Linked DNA regions of Zea mays: region 1 is linked to region 2. Evidence: chromatin contacts called from public Hi-C data. All regions are on one chromosome and are shown on one strand. The core of a region is the stretch at or near the end of the contact, and the rest is flanking DNA. Distances in the headings are between cores, read along the strand shown. Region 1 holds the start of LOC100192509. Region 2 holds the start of LOC100192013 (Protein STAY-GREEN LIKE chloroplastic).

Region 1 (2,700 bases), core at 127-2,626, 150 kb before region 2:
TTGCCAGCGTCCATTCGCTCAGGTCCCAAGGGGTTAAGAGCTAGCCCATACGCGCTCACGCTGTTAATCACTCTGACCCGTTACTGTGCGTGACTAATTAATAATAGAACAATAACATGTTTGGTTTCAAGAATGAGATAGTCTATCATCTTCTCACTTTCTTGTTTGATTTTGTGGAATGCATTTTCTCACTTTTTTGTTGAATTTGTGGAATGGAAGGAGTGTATCCTATCACCATTTCATTTCTCGTAGGCTAATAATTACTGATAATATCATAAATGAGTTTATTTTACTAAATTTATATAATGGATTCATGATGCACTATGTCAAATAGAATAGATTGGTTTTTTATACGAATTAACCAAACAGCTTCCTAATAAGTGGCTCGATCACCATGAGGGCCCCTTATTATGCTTCGACATTTAGGGCGTGTTTGGTGTGGCGCCTAAGCCGCCACACCGCGCCACACTTTTAAGCCATATGTGTGGCGGTCGATTTAGGCGCCACACCTGAGGCTTAAAAGTGTGGCGCGGTGTGGCGACTTAGACGCCACACCAAACACGCCTTTAGTAAGACCGCGAAAACGCTCCAAACAAAGGCGTAGCGATCCTATGAGTCTATGATGAGGGGGTGGCCGCCGCGCTTATTTTTTAATCTGATCCGGAGGGGTTAAGCAAGCGGGTGTGTTCATGTCGTCATGCCGTGATCCAGCGCTGGGAGTTAATTAGTTGTTGCGCGGACGTCGATCGGGTAGGAGGACTGCTTCAACACGTACCAAAAGCACAGTGCTCTCCGTACCGTACGCACTCGTACGTCATCTACGCTAGCTCGTTCCAATCAAACTCGGAACCACACAGGCCAGAGAACCAAACAAACGCATAAGGAACGAGTCCTCCCTCCGTCGTCCCAGTGCAAAAGTGGAACTTTGTTTCGCCGCCCGACCGAATTTTGCTAGCTGCATGCTCCGCTCCGCGATTCTCCAGAGCCCGAAGAAGACGTAGAAGAAATGTCCGCCTGCCTTACACTCCGGTCAAGTCTTTCTTGCGTTGCGTTGCGTCGACTCTCCAGTTCTTTGAGGGCATCTGGTTTATCCTATTCTATCATATCCTATCATATCATATACTCCGAATTTCCCGACCGATCGGCACAGCCATACAGGTGTCTGGACAAGCGGTTGAGCCTTGGTAGTTCACGTGATAGGCGGCCGGTCGTGCAAGCGGGGAGATCACAGGTTTGTGCCGCAGCCCGCAGGCATGACCGCATGACTCACCACGAGATCTTTTCCTCGCGAGTTTCCGTGCCGCTGACCAGCTGTGCGCCTGCCTCATAATTGATAGACACAGGTCATCTCATCAACCCTGTAGGCCTCTCCCTTCTTCTGCTCTCCCTCCCTTCTCAAGGCTTCCTCCTGCAGTCCAGCTCACCAGGACCAGGAGGAACAAAGAAGTTGCATCGAACACAGCTGAGTTCCTCCCTCTTCCCTGAAATGCGCCCGGCAGCTAGAAAGGAGCAGCTAGCGGGCGGGCTGCCCATACGTCGTTGAGGTGAGGGATTAGTTCGTTGGTTCTCTTCCTCCGGATTTTTTTTTTCTGCTCGATGCCACAATCTCCGAAACAGCTTTCCGATTCAGCGAACTCCAACGCGCGTTTCGATATACGGCGGTGGATCGGAGGCGTCTCTTCTCCGGCCGGTGATGCATTGCTTTGCTCGGCCTACTGCTTGCTGCTCATGGTGGTAGCACTAGCAGCTAGCGCCAGGCACTCGCGCCCAGCGTTTTCTTTACGGCACAACTTGCGGCCGATTTCCAAACACACACACACGCAAACGTCTTTTCTGGGCGAAAAGTATGCCGGTTGGCCGTACATTACGCCAAGTTGCGCTACGGTTCCGATGCTGATTACTGGTCCTGGTCCCCCACCACCGCGAACGTCTACAGGATAAGACCAGTCGCCTCTCGCTCCGTTCCGCTCGCTTGTGTTGTCCTTGTCCGTTGTGCGTGCTTTGTGCTGCGCGCGCGTGCAGCACCGCGGAGACGGCCGGGAGCAGGGGGGGCGGGAGGGATAGTGGCGGCCTCTGCTGCTGCTGGTCGAGGCTTCGATTCCGGGCGGGGGCTGGTGGTCTCGAGAATCCCGGAGGGAAGGGAGCGAGCGCAAAGGTGAGAGTTGGGAGAAGGAACATTTCTCTCTTCAAACCCGTTTGTATGCCTAGGAAGAAGGAACAAAAAAAAAAAGGAATTCCAAAACCCTCTTTTTCTTCGTGGTATCTTCTGGTTCTGCCGTGAATTCTTCGTGTGCGGCGAAGCTCTTTCTTCTTCGCTGTTTTTTTTTTGTGTGTGTGTGTGTCTGTTGTTGTGTTCCTGATGTCGTGGTGAATTCGTCATGCCTGCAGATAGATACCTAAGCGGGCCGCTTCCGCTGCACAGCCACAGGCATGGGGTGCGGGGCGTCGAGCCACAAGGACGCCGGGGCGCGCCGGAGACGGCCTGGGAGCGTCGGCGACGTGGTCGTTTTCCTCCCGGGCCTCCGGGTGCCGAGGGCCGTCGACTTCGCCCAGGCGCTCGGCGGCTGCCTGGCCAGGGCTATAGTCGAGCGGCTGTCGGCTCTGAGGTCGCGGGTCGTCGAGATGGCAATGCAAGAATCGGCGGCGGCGCTCAAGCCCAGGCGGAAGGCGGCTGCACGGCACGGTGTGTGTAGGCCACTG
Region 2 (2,700 bases), core at 85-2,584:
CACCGGACAGTCGGTGCGCTAGCCACATCACCCAACCGTTAGGGTTCTGACGGTTTCGACCGTTGGAGCTCTGACATCTTGGGGCACCGGACAGGCACTGTTCACTGTCCGGTGCGCCTTCTGGCGCTGTTCTGACTCTGCGCGAACTGTCCGCGCACTGTTCACGTTGCAGACGACCCTTGGAGTCGACCGTTGCGCTCGCTAGCCGTTGCTCCGCTGTCACACCGGACAGTCCGGTGAATTATAGTGAAGCGGCGTCTGAGAAACCCGAAGGTGAAGAGTTTAAACTGTGCGGCCCCCGGTGCACCGGACACTGTCTGGTGGCACACCGGACAGTCCGGTGTGCCAGACCAGGGTTCTCTTCGGTTTCTTTTGCTCTTTTCTTTTGAACCCTAACTTAGATCTTTTTATTGGTTTGTGTTGAACCTTTAGCATCTATAGAATATATAATCTAAAGCAAACTAGTTAGTCCAATTAATTTGTGTTGGACATTAAACCACCAAAATCATTTAGAAAAAGGTTTAAACCCTATTTCTCTTTCAATGAACACGGACACTCTCAGGCTCAAGCTCTCAAGCATATAGACATCATCAGCAATACAACATAGGATGACACCTACGTTTGGTTGGAGAAAACTGCAATGGACTATCAAAACTTTTGATTTTAGCAACTCGCTTCTTCCTTCTCTATATTCAATTGGAACCAATCCAGCAAATTTTCGTCACTTTTAATCTCAACATACACTTCATCATCGCTGCACTCACACCATAGTGTTAAGTATTTCTTAGACCCCCATATACGATGTTGAGCAATGTCATTAACTGGCTGCAACAAATTATAGCTATCTTTGCAATATTGCTTTGGGGCCTCCAGCAAACTAAAATACGATTCAACTCTAACCATGATTTTCAATTTTGATGCTATTTGCCTATGAATCACAAAAAAATCGCAGTTAGTTAAATTGTGTCTACAGATTGAAACTAGCACTTGTTTGTTAGAGTTAAATTGAAAAATAGTAGATGGAAGAATACCCTTGGTTCATTGACACCAACTCTAACATTGCTTGGAGCTAGATCCTCTGTTCCCTACCTGAAGTCGTCTGGAGCCTCCTTGCCTAGAGTCGTTCAAGTCGTCGTCAGTGCCGTTATCCTTATTGGGACAGGACAGCCAGTAGAAACATGCCAGCTGTCTCCCGTGGCTGGAGGGAGGGCCGCTTGGTGCCCCGTCAACCTTCTTCCTTCCTTCCAGGCTTCCACAGCCACAAACCGGCGCAGCGGCCACGTCCCTCCCTCCCCAGCTCTCCTCTCCTCCTCCAGTACTCCACACCGCACCCCTCCTGGACGTCGCCGGCCGCATTAACACCAAGAACAGAAGAGAGGAAGAGACACCGCAACCGCATTACCATGAGAGAGAGCTAGGGGGGCCTGGCCTGCTGCCCCTGCATCGTCTGACCCTGAAGATGGCGGCAGCAGCATCCATGGCGGCCCGTAGCCGCGCGCTCGTTGCGAGCAGGAGGAGGATGGGTGGCCCGCCGCGTCTCTTGGTCGTCAGCTGCGACGCCAGGACAGCGGATGCCTACTGCTCCCTGGTAGGTATGCTATGCATGGTTTTTGTTCTGATTGATTAATTAGTTAGTTAGTTAGTTAAAATGTGTGTCGATATATATACATCTGCTGCAGGCCGCAAAGATTTTGGGACCTCCCACGACCTTCAATGCAGCGAAGCTCAAGGTGGAGTTCGCCGGGGAGGAGCTCCGGCCTCCTTTCCCCAGAGCCTACACTCTGACCCACTGCGACTTGACGGCGAACCTGACGCTGGGCGTGATGAGTAGCGAGCAGCTGCGCAAGTCGACGCTGCAGAGGGACGACGTGGTGGCAGAGTGGAAGGAAACCGCCGGGGAGATGACGCTGCAGGTGCATTGCTTCGTCAGCGGCGCCAACCTCCTGCAGGAGCTGGCCGCAGGTTTCAGATACTACGTCTTCTCCAAGGAGCTACCGCTGGTACGTGCGTTCCAACTAACCAACTTTAACCTTATAGACAGTAGGCTGATGATTGATGGATCTGGTCTCATGCATCAAGGTCCTCAAGGCGGTGGTTCATGGCGACGCCGCTCTGTTCGCCGACAGGCCGGAGCTGATGGAGGCCAAGGTGTGGGTGCACTTCCACTCCAGCTCTCGCAAGTACAACCGGTTAGAGTGCTGGGGCCCGCTCTGGGAGGCTGCCACAACTACCAGGAGGAACCACCACCTGCTGGAGCTGGACCAACTGCAGAGCGCCATCACCAAGAAGAAGACTATCTTTAACGCCCTGCTCGCCCTTCTCCTCTGATTTTGATTCAGCCGCCTATACAATGAACGGACGGACTATAGAGTGATCAAGCAAACCCACCAAGCATTCTGCATCTCTGTCTGACTGTAATGGTTGCTGCTTTGTCTGGGGATTATATTATTCATATAATCATCATCAGAAAAAGCATTGTATTGCATAAACGATAGACCCAGCCCAGAGATGCAGCAAAAAGAGCAGACTTGATTGATGCTAGTCACAACCCAGTGACTAAAGCTATTCAAAACACTTTACTTTTGCCGAGCACAGACTCTCCATGTCTTGGATCAGTCATCCAAGGAAATCACTTCAGTGCCCCCCTCCTTCAGCCCCTTCTCAGCAGAAGTCAGCTTCTCGTCCAGCTCATTTATCTGC

Evidence for each region. A called contact is a pair of places that touch in the nucleus more often than the background predicts.
Region 1: a Hi-C map of ear shows a contact between it and region 2, with 1.7 times the contacts expected there. The contact joins the promoter of LOC100192509 here to the promoter of LOC100192013 in region 2. A contact is called at or near these places in 3 of 25 Hi-C or Micro-C datasets (ear, leaf and tassel).

What each region holds. Positions count from the first base shown.
Region 1 is chr2:28,218,067-28,220,766 of Zm-B73-REFERENCE-NAM-5.0, reverse strand. LOC100192509 reads left to right here and starts at 1,376. Exons shown (of 12, transcript NM_001308359.1): 1 at 1,376-1,544; 2 at 2,023-2,155; 3 at 2,389-2,683. The coding sequence starts at 2,431.
Region 2 is chr2:28,068,743-28,071,442 of Zm-B73-REFERENCE-NAM-5.0, reverse strand. It overlaps LOC100192013 (Protein STAY-GREEN LIKE chloroplastic), which reads left to right and starts at 1,334. Exons shown (of 3, transcript NM_001137437.1): 1 at 1,334-1,588; 2 at 1,680-2,000; 3 at 2,080-2,700. The coding sequence starts at 1,460. The coding sequence ends at 2,328. LOC100384583 (Protein CHROMATIN REMODELING 24) reads right to left here. Exons shown (of 20, transcript NM_001347190.1): 20 at 2,411-2,700. The coding sequence ends at 2,613.